Linked DNA regions of Mus musculus: region 1 is linked to region 2. Evidence: chromatin contacts called from public Hi-C data. All regions are on one chromosome and are shown on one strand. The core of a region is the stretch at or near the end of the contact, and the rest is flanking DNA. Distances in the headings are between cores, read along the strand shown. Region 1 overlaps A830009L08Rik (RIKEN cDNA A830009L08 gene). Region 2 overlaps Gm41014 (a long non-coding RNA gene).

Region 1 (5,424 bases), core at 2,520-5,019, 91 kb before region 2:
AATCGAGGCGAGGTGGAGGACTCCATCTATGATTCCATATGCAGGAATATTTCCTCCTGGTTGTTAATCTGTCATAGTGTAAAAAGCCTGATTTATAAAGGCTGAAGGGCTTTAGCAGAATAAGGTATGCATGGTTCATACAGTTGGGTTTATTTACAAATAAAACTAGTTGGCGTTTCTGTCTTCGATTTCCTAGTTTCACTAGAATAATTTCCATAGTTTCCTGTTTCTCCTTCAAGAGTGATCACAAGGAAACAATTTCTTTATTCAGCGACGTGAGCTCTGTGCGCATCTGGCTTTGGTTACTTTGTAAGGTAAATATCACTAACCGTTCACTGGATTCTTTGGGGATGGGAGGCACTGGGCTTGTGAAGACAGTCTACTATGAAATACTGGGGGTGCAATGCAGAAGAATGGCAAACAACTGGGTCCCGTCACAGGTAATTGGGTCACTATGGTATTCTTGAAAGTGGAGATTCATTTGAAAAAAAGACTTAAAAAGTATTTTCAATTTACTTTCGGTTACATTTAGGTTATTTTAGTCAGTATGGTTATTAGAATTTTACCCCAGGAATTCAATTAGAACAGAATCCTTTGAAAAAATATATATATTCTCTAATGATTATATACTTTACTAATGAAAGTATAGTCTTTTTTTTTTTTTTTGGTTTTGCTAGTTACATTTTAAATAATGAAATTATTGTAATTATTTTTATTTAAGGGCAAAATATCTGTATAGCTAATAGCCAAAGCTAACCAGAGTGCTTTAAAAATTAATGAATATTTATGAAGTTCAGGAGTAGCACAATACTGCCCCTGCCTGCTTCAGGAAAACAAATGTATTGACTCCGTTCTCCTAAAATAACCACCTTTAGTTATCGATGGTTAAAATAAATTTATTGCTAAAATGATTGTACATGATGTAATTTTTGCAATTCATGAGACTTGGCCCTGTTTACTAGGTTTAGATCTCTTTCCAAAAACTAAATCTGTTTTATCTTTTGACATGCCTGAATGCCATTTCTGTTCATTAATTTCCCATCTCAACATGTTTCTCTCTTAGTTTTCTGGGCTCCCCTCCCCCCTTGTTTTAGCGGTTCAAGTACATGGCTCAGGGTTTTCAGGCCTTCGTTTATAGCTGGTATACAGAAAGTAGCATCGTTACTCAGCACTTCCACTCGTCCTAATTTATCTACACACACTGGAAGCTGCCTGTAACATTTCCCAATGACAGTGACAACTGGACGTCAATAAAAGGACCCCACCCATTTCAACCTTGTTTGTATAAAGTTAATACTTGTGTATATTTCTTCTGTAACAGAGGTAAGGCTATTGGTCTGTTGTTGTTTCGTTTTGTTTTGGTTGTTGTTGGTTTTGGTTTTTTCCTAGCTTGTTAAGACAAGTTTTCTAGGCAGATTGCTGGTTAGCTTTAGGCTAGATTTTTTTTTTTTTTTTTAAATCATTGAACACCAGATAGACAAAGGAAAAGAAATATGATGTGAATTTAAATGATCAAAAATCCATTCTTTTAAGATAATTTTTGGTTCTCTAAGTTCAAAATTCTACAGTTTTTCTTCAAGTGAGTTTGTAACAAGAAAGATAGAATCATTTTCAACAAGCTAGCAAATTTAGGTCAAAATTTTCATTCCCTGTTGGGAGCAGGGTGGGATATGAGAGAGGGAGGGGCTGGAGGAAGGAACGGAGATTCTTGCTTCTGTTTGGAACTTATTGAATCCAAATCTCCGTATGTTTGACACTGATGCACCCTGCTCTGTGTGCCGGGCTCTGTGTGATTCCTGCTTGTTCTCCGTAAGCAGTGCTTAGTGCTACCTGCTAGGTGAAGGTGCTTGTTTGAGAAGATGCCAGGTTTAATCTGAGATTATTCCAGCTGCTCTTGATGTCTATCCTGTAACATGTTTTCACATGTCTAAGGCTTGCTGCTGCAGCTCAAAAAACAAAAAACAAACAAAACAAACAAACAACAGGAGCAAACAACAACAACAACAAAAACAAAAACCCTCAAACCTGTGTTGATACATAATTTATGTGTTTAGCCAAGAATGCGTTGTATGATAAGATTAGATAGGAGATACTCTAAAATCCTAAATAAATTAGCAAACTCTTGATAATAATTATAGTTTGATGTCTTAGTAACCACACTAGCAGAGTAGCCATTTTCCCTTCTAAAGTTGTCATGAACTTTCTTTGACCATGAAGATAGTAAAGGGAAGTTTACAGCTTGGACTTAACTTCATCTGGAACTGGTCTGGAATGAAGCTAGGCTTTGCATCCTAGACTAGGGGGGTCATAGTTTCGATTCCCATTGCCCATGGCAGGATGTTTAATTTCACTCCTGTGACTTAAAGACTTTATAGTGACGTTTGAAGAGTGGAATGTGGAAAGTATCTCCAGTTCATAGCAAAGTGGGGATTAGATGAATAATGCTCCACGTGACACTTTGCCCAGGACTTGTCACTGAGATAACTGGGAGGCATGCCACTGTGTCAGATGTGCCCAAGTCAGAGATTGTGCTGGTCTCTCACTCTGGCAATTATTTTTGAGCATGCGATGTGTTTTGGGGTCCTGTAGTTCTTTCTTTCCAAATCTGCTGAATATAAGGTAAAATGAGATTTTTTTTTTTTCTAATTGTCTTTTCTGCAACCTAGACTTGTTTTCTAAAAACCCAGACTGGGTATCCTGCTGTTTACAGGTGGAAACAGAGTTCCGAAAAAATCTTGCTTATGATTTTGGGGAAAAGTTATATTTCCTCCATATAGATTTATGTCTGAAAGCCAAGTGCCGCTTTTAGGAAAGAAAAAAAAGAAGTTCTGGTTTTGTTAATAAACAATACTAACTCAGTTCAAGATGGCCTCTGGGAATTAGATATGGAAGGCTTAGGCTGCTCTGATTTAAATGTCTGAGGTCTGCAGCACATGCGATGGCCACCCACCTAGTGGCTACATAGAATGTTTATTTTCTATAATTTCCTGATTTCTTTCAAATGTGTGTGTGTGTGTGTGTGTGTGTGTGTGTGTGTATCGAGTCTCTGTGCTTGGGAGCCTTGTAAATCTTTTCCTTGTCTCTTCTCTCTATCATTACAAAGCACCCCCACCTCCAGAGTTTTGTCTCATCGGGCCTCCTCTGGAGCTCCAGTATGTGGTTGTGGAGTGGTGGATACCACCCTAGGGACACAGATTGTCTGCTTTGATGGCCACTCACATGGTCTTTAAGGCCCAAGGTAGCCTTTATTTATTTCCCCAATATCCCATCTCAGAAAGGTTATTTTTACCAAATGATCTCAAGGGTAGAGATGTTCTAGAATAGGCATTCAAACTGAGGCTACACACAGGCTGTGGTTCCTGGAGAATCCACCACTCAGGGCCCCAAAGCCCTCTAAAACATTTTATGAACACTAGAGGGCTCACGATGAATCCCCCAATGCCTTTAAAAGTCCCAGAACCCCAATTAGCTAGTGCCTGTAACTACATCAGGCCCATTTCTATTGTAAGGGCAAAAAGAAGCTTTGGGGTAGGCTAAAAATGACAAGGATGGATGTCTCCCATCCTACCACTCCAAGGAGAAGACTATAGGACAAGCAGCTGAAAGGACACATACCCAGACCAGACTCTTGACGACTCCTGGGCAGTGGGCCAAGCACTGGACCAAGCACTGGGCATGGCTCCAGAGGCTGGGTCCCTGCCCAGGGCACTTACTGGTTCAGAGCCAGCAGAAAAGAGCAGTCTTGGCAGCAGGCAAGTGAGTTGAACAGATTGGGAAAGAGCAGAACCAAGCAGTCCAGGGCACTGTCTCACTAGGTCTGATCAGCCCACCAGCAGTGGGGATGGAGCCTCAGGCCTCCTGCTGCCTGGAAGTGGAGCTATGGGAGGTGGGGCTGGAAGTAGGATCCAGTCCCAGGAGTGGACAACACCCAGTGGCCCACCTCAGGGAAGCAGGAGAGAGATAGAGCATCATCATGCTGGAGAGAAAACCTTGGCGTGGTATCCTTCAGTGACATAGGATGTCTCAGACTAGCTTAGTGTATCAGTTTCATGCACCCCTGAGAGCCGAGTGGGTCCAAAGGTCAGGGTTCCCCAGTGCCCCTCTGCTGTGTAATGTCTATAAAATGTTGGGGCGCCCAGCTGAGAGGCTTCTTTGAGAGAGGAATGAAAATCTTTCCATCCTATTAGTTCATTTCTCCTTTTCAGTTCTTACACTAATTTTATAAGGGAACACACACAGACACAGACACACACAGAGAGACACACACAAATACACACAGACATAGACACGCACACAGATATATACACACAGACATACACACACACACACACACACACACACACAAGAACACACAGAGACACACATACAGACATACATACACACAGAGACACCCACATACAGACACAGACATACACATACACAGGCAGACAGAGACACACATACAAGTACACAGAGAGACACCCACACACAGACACCCACATATAGACAGACAGACAGACAAACACACACACACACACACACACACACAGACACACACACAGAAACACACATACACACACAGGCTCACACACAGAGACAAACACATAGAGACATACAGACATCCCCCCACACATACACACAGACACAGAAAGGCCTCAGGACAGCAGCGAGATAACCAAGAAAGGCTGGGAGGCCACCCACCTCCCACACTATAACACATCCCTGCTATTGCTATGAGCCACTGTGGCTCTTCTTTAAGGATGAAAAGGTGGGAAGCCATTCTTCCCTACTCCTAAAGGAAGATAAACAGGCAGTTTCAGAAATTTGTGGACATGGAGGAATGAATATAGGCAATGGTTTGGAGCCAACAGAACAAGAAAGAGAATCAAGTATGGGCTCCAGTTGGGCTTGAGTAATGGAAGACTTCAGCTGGCAGCTCCCATGGCTAACTGGAGAAATGCTTTTCCTTTTCTTTGAAAACAGCTACCAGACAGTCATGGTGGCACAAGCCTGTAAGCTCAGCAATTCCTAGGCTGAGACAGCAGATAAGACCAGTCTGGGTCCATGGTGAGACCCCGAGTTACCAAGCAGGCCAAGTCAGACCTAAAATCAGATCCTGACTATGTGGTAGAGAGGACTCTGTTTAGGGATTTGTTTTTAGGAGATCTCATAAGTGCTTTTTACATGTGCTAAATTCTGAGAGCCACAGACACATAGTTTAAGAAAAATATCTTCCTCCTTTTTTTTTTTAACTCATGAGAAAAATAGACTTTCCTTTCTTCTGCTATTTTTGGAAGCTTTATAATCTCTTGGTGGGATGCCTTTCTTTCTGTTTACCTTCAGATAAGATGGATTTCATGTTGGTAGAGCTGGCAGGAGAGGGTTACTGAAATGTCCTAATATGTCCACTAATAACCACAGTAGCCAAAGATTTCAGAATTCAGC
Region 2 (5,556 bases), core at 1,476-3,975:
ACGAAACACTATGGCATTTTCCATTATGAGAGTAGACTGAAAAGCTGTAAATCAAGAAGCAACAGGAAGCCTCCAGTAAACACCACTTTGTCCATTGGGTCCTTTGGCGCACTGCTGAGGGACACTTAAAGTGACACAAATCTCCAGTTAGGATACAGGGAAGTACCAACAGTTTACATTTGAGCCTCCGTGCTGTTCCATGGATTGTATAAACTGAAAACAGACATGCTTGATAATATAAGACTCTGACGAGCCTTAATTACAGGGGACCCCTGAGTGAACAACGTGGAGACAGGGATTGATGCAAAACCAAGAGGAATTTATTGTTCCAGCGCCCTGGGGTCATCCCAGACCCAAAGGAGAGGTGACCCTGGGCAGCCTGTTCGACAAGTTTTTATACAGTTTCCAGTGGTGGAATAGAGCATCAGCAACTAGGCACAATATGATTGGTGGAACAGTGCACCCTTTAAACTGATTGGTCTTTAGGGAATGAGCTAGTAGGGGCTTAATCAGCCTCTCCCTTCTGGCCTATGTGCTCTCTGACCTGTCTCTTCCAGGAGGGGTGGGGTCTACATGCTTAGGGGTCAGGTGGAATTTTCCACTGGGTCTGAACTGACTTCTTCAATAAGAGTCTACAAACAGGTGCTAATGATTCCTGAAGAGCATATGGTGTAAACTCATGAGGAGGGATAAATGTGACATTCTGGATTGGACACAACAAAAGTGTGACCTTATCATGAGGTACCTCCTTGTAGCACTGTACTGGCTAGTTTTGTGTCAACGTGACACAACTGGAGTTATCACAGGAAAAGGAGCTTCAGGTGAGGAAATGCCTCCATGAGATCCAACTGTAAGGCATTTTCTCAATTAGTGATCAAGGGGGAAAGGCCCCTTGTGGGTAGGACCATCCCTGGGCTGGTAGTCTTGGGTTCTATAAGGGAGCAGGCTGAGCAAGCCAGAGGAAGCAAGCCAGTAAAGAACATCCCTCCATGGCCTCTGCATCAGCTCCTGCTTCCTGACCTGCTTGAGTTCCTTGGTGATGAATAGCAGTATGGAAGTGTAAGGCTAATAAACCCTTTCCTCCCCAACTTGCTTCTTGGTCATGATGTTTGTGCAGGAATAGAAACCCTGACTAAGACAAGCACTAACGTTTATTTATGATTTATTGAGACAGAGTTTTACTTAGTATCCCAGGCTAGCCTCAAACTCATGACAGTCCTTCTCTATTAACCTCCCAATTACTGAATTTACAGGGAATGAGTGGCCCTTTCTGTCTCTATCCCTGGCATTAAGCTATAACTCCATTTCTCTGTCTACCCTTAGAGCTTTGTGTTCACATTTTTGTTATATTCTAAAACAAGTCATCAATGAATTGGTGTGATGTCTGATGTATTTATAAAAAGATAAAGAGAGGGGGGATATGTTCTATGAAGGTGTAGTCAGGTATTCGGGAAAGGGGTGTCTCAGCAGGCCCATGCTGAGGCATTCCTTCCCAGTAAGGAACCAGCCACATGATGGTATAACATAGAGTTTATTTAGGGCCTGGGGCAGGAAGGTAAGATGATAGTAGAAGAGAGAGAAAGAGAGTAGAGGCTATCTATGAGCACGTGGAGAGAGAGGGGGAAGGGAATGGGGAGAGAGGGGAGGAGGGAAAGCAAGATTAAGAGAAAGCAAGAGAATGAAGAGCAGGCAAGCAGCCCCTTTTATAGTAAGTCAGGCATACCTGGCTGTTGCCAGGCAACTGTGGGGCAGAGCTTAGACAGAATGCTAACAATGTCTATTTTATTTTATAGTAAATGCTGTAGAACATATACACCTCTATATTTTAGTTTGATTCGTTTTGGTTTTGTGTTTTGTTTAGAGACAAATTCTCACTGTGCCACCTAGGCTGACTACGAACTTCTGAGCTCAAATGATTGTCTCCTTTAGCATCTGGAATAGCTGGGACCACAGGTGACTACTGCCACACTCACTCTAAGATTCACATACTTCTAAGTCTTTATGTTTGAATGAGGTCACCTTCTAAGTTTATAAAAAGGTCTATTTATGTTGAATGTGAGAAATAACCAGTTAGAAGTTTAAAATGTAGATTCTTTTTCTGGTAGGGGGAAGGGCAGTGTTCAATAGAGAGATCTCACTGGAACTCACTATGTAGGCCAGGCTAACCAAAACCCATAGAGATCCACCTGCCTCTGCCTTCTGAGTTCTGAGAGTAAAGGTGTACCTGGCTAAAGATGCAGATTCTAAGGCCAAACTCCACAGTCTAAGGTGTGATTGGGAAGTCTGTAGTTCTAAGTTAACCTCAAAGAACTCTAATATAGCCACAACTGTCCCCACACCAAGGCTTGAGAAGCACTGGAAGAAGGCAGAACGCCATGTAGGTAGGAGGGGATTAGTAGGACAGGGACCAGGAAGGGAAAAAGCAAAGAAGGTTTGGAAACATCATAAGGAAACTCATTACTCCTAGATTTAAAAACACACAAAGAGAAAACTATCGGAAAAAGACTTCCTGTAGCCGTTTGCTAGCTTGTCCAACACTTGTGGGAGGAAAGAACACCCCTTTGTCGTGCACTGAGTTTTCATTGGTCAGGAAATAAATAAATAAACAAACAGCATACACAGAAGGAAACAACGGCCAGAGCTTGCAATGCACAGCCCTCATGAGCGCGTTCACAGCTCTGTCTTGTCTCAGACTTCCCACTCAAAGCTGGAGAGTCCTTTGTGCACAAGAAGTGCCAGAGAAGGAGCACTGCTGTCCCTGGCAAGAGGCCCTGGCTAGAGGAGGGCCTCCTTACCCCCTTTCACCATTGTTACGGTAGTTGACTTTTGGCAAATCCCAGGGCCTGAGAGGAGGGGTGTGGGGACAGAGAGGAGGTTTCCAGTTTTTAATGAAACACAATTATTTTTAAAGTAACAGCAGTAAAGGAACCCCACATCTGAGGTGCTGGCGTGACTTGACATTTTGAAATATTACTGTTTTCTTGTTGTGTTTTCCATCTATGAAATGGCAACTTTCCTTGCAATTCAGGTATCTGGTAGACTAGTTTCTCTGTCAGTGAGCAGCAGCTTGTATCTGAAGTGCAAATTCCATCCTAGCAGTAGAGTCACTTCTCCTTTCTTGCTCTTTTAGTGTTTTCCTCCTTCCTAGTGACGCCCATCATAAGCCATGTGGCAGTTTCAAAACAGTCTTCCCACTCTTCAGCATCCCTCAGTCCTCTCTCCAGCCATCTGCCAGCATCCTGTGCTTGGATACTGTGCTCAGCCCTTCTTGATGTGCTCAGCTCCTTCCAGGCTGTTCTGGACATCACAGACAAAAACAATTATAAAAATTGTAATATATATATATATATAATTTCCCTAGAGTGAATGATCTTTTCTGGAGATATAGCTCAGTAGTAAATCACCCGAAACTATCTGGTTAACACACACACACACACACACACACACACACACACACACACACACACAGGCAAACTGATAAAAACAAGTAAGTCAGTAAAATGGTGTCACCCTACCCTTGCAACAACTACCTGGTTGTCTTTGAGCAGCATTCACTGCTCAGATAATTTTAGTACTCTGCTCTTTTGTTCAGATGGTTCTCCCTGTAAAGAAACGTAGGACCAATGTGTTTTGATCTGTCTATAGTCTAAGCATACCCTTCAGCAGTAGTAACCTGCTAGCTTGTCTATACATCAGAACTTAAGAGATAATTTTTTTTAAAAGACAATATCATTGGGGCTGGGCACCACACAATCTCTTGTTCTCAGCCTTTTGGTCAGTGGTTGTTTTCTGCAACAGTCTCCCATCTATTGCAAGGAGCAATTTCTTTGTTGAGGGGTGAGAACTATATTTATCTGTGGGTAGAAGGACAAATATTTAGAATTCAGATAGGGATTGTTTTGTTCTAGTATAGTAAAATGGCAGTTGTAAGTTCTCCAAAGTTCATGACCTCTACTGAGGACCCAGGTACTTGGCTAGATTTCCAATGCCAGGCATTAAAGTATAAGAGACAGGCCATGAATTTAAGATCGAGCAAGGGGTAAGGTACATGAGAGGGAGAGGGAGAGAGGAAAAAGAGGAAATGATGTAATTTAGCATTCTAGAAGTTTCTCTTTAGTCCAGGCTCATCCTCATATCTCAAGGAAGCCCAAATCCTGATTCCAATACCACAAATTAGTTTTGGTTTGCTTTTGATTTTTATAGAAATTCAATTATATAGCATTAATTATATAGCATTCAGTTATGCCCATGGTTCATTCATTTTCATACCTCTATAAACATCCATTGGATAGCTGGGCATGGTGGCGCACGCCTTTAATCCTAGCACTTGGAAGGCAGAGGCAGGCAGATTTCTGAGTTAGAGGCCAGCCTGGTCTACAAAGTGAGTTCCAGGACAGCTAGGGCTATACAGAGAAACCCTGTCTCGAAAAAACAAAACAAAACAAAAAAATCCATTGGATAAAGAAACAAAATTTTATTCCATGAATGACCCTAGCAGAGAGCCATCAGCTCTCCAGGTGATGCTGATGGATAACTCCACCCAATGCCAGGCAGGCAGCGGGGCCCAGTAATTCCCAAAGGAATTAACATATGTCATTTCCTTACTTTAAAGTCTGCCAATGGCTCCTCATGGCTCTAACCTCCTTGGCTGAGCACAGAATCCTACTGAGCTAGCCTTTGCCTACCTCCCCTGGTTTATCTTCCACGCATCCCCAAAGTCAGAATGAGCACCCCGTGCCAGGAATCCTCAGGGTTCACTTTCCACTTCCACACATTGCTTCCTCTCTTTTGTCAATCACCTGTGGCAGGTCTCTTGTCTTACTACATTATTAGAGCTGAGGACAGACCTCTCTCTGTGCCATTCTCTCCCATAGCATCATGAAGTGAACACATGGTACCTACTGTTACCACTGCTACCCACTCTACTTGAATGATTCGGCACAATTCTCCTTTCCTTCCATTGTTACTTTTAATTTAAACCTTGTTGTGAAATGCAAATGTTCTTCACACCTTTAACAAATCTGCCTTCAGATAGAGTGCTGACAAGCTTTTTAGCGCAGACTTCATGTGCGCAGCAGTAAATGAGATAAACTCAGATATGTTTTCCTTACGATCTCCATCCTTGGAGATGTAACTGAGAGCAAAACTGGGAACCCATATATAGTCCGTGGTATAATTATTCTCACAGTAAGCATATAGCTAACATTGAATATAAAGCAAATTGTCCATCAAATTTCCTTGCAATGTAGAGTAATGTTTCTTAAAACATGGTCTAGAGCAGTGGTTCTCAACCTTCCTAGTGCTCGAATCTTTAGTACAATTCTTCATGTTGTGGTGACCTCCAACCATAAAATTATTCTGTTGTGGGCTGGTGAGATGGCTCAGTGGTTAAAAGCACCAACTGCTCTTCCGGAGGTTAGAAGTTCAAATCCCAGCAACCACATGGTGGCTCATAATCATCAGTAATGAGAAACAAATAAAAAAAAAATCTATGGGCCGGAGCCAGCGGGGCAGAGCAAGCAGGGTGGGTGGGTAGGGGAAGGGGAGAAAGAGGGA

What was found. A called contact is a pair of places that touch in the nucleus more often than the background predicts.
Region 1: a contact with region 2 is called in a Hi-C map of cerebral cortex, with 2.6 times the contacts expected there. The contact joins two enhancer-like sites. A contact is called at or near these places in 5 of 484 Hi-C or Micro-C datasets (Sertoli cells, cerebral cortex, embryonic stem cells and 2 more).

Annotation. Positions count from the first base shown.
Region 1 is chr13:91,363,751-91,369,174 of GRCm38.p6, reverse strand. It overlaps A830009L08Rik (RIKEN cDNA A830009L08 gene), which reads left to right. Exons shown (of 3, transcript NR_045161.1): 3 at 1-185. Among named protein-coding and RNA genes, the nearest start is that of A830009L08Rik, 22 kb to the left of the region's middle. Within about 2 kb of position 3,769, at least 100 of the 459 cell types and tissues checked have an H3K27ac peak or open chromatin away from gene starts, as enhancers often do. A contact at or near this core is called in cerebral cortex and uterus, where this site is marked.
Region 2 is chr13:91,271,965-91,277,520 of GRCm38.p6, reverse strand. All of the region lies in intron 1 of Gm41014 (a long non-coding RNA gene), which reads left to right. Among named protein-coding and RNA genes, the nearest start is that of Gm41014, 3.3 kb to the left of the region's middle. Within about 2 kb of position 2,725, at least 27 of the 459 cell types and tissues checked have an H3K27ac peak or open chromatin away from gene starts, as enhancers often do. A contact at or near this core is called in cerebral cortex and uterus, where this site is marked.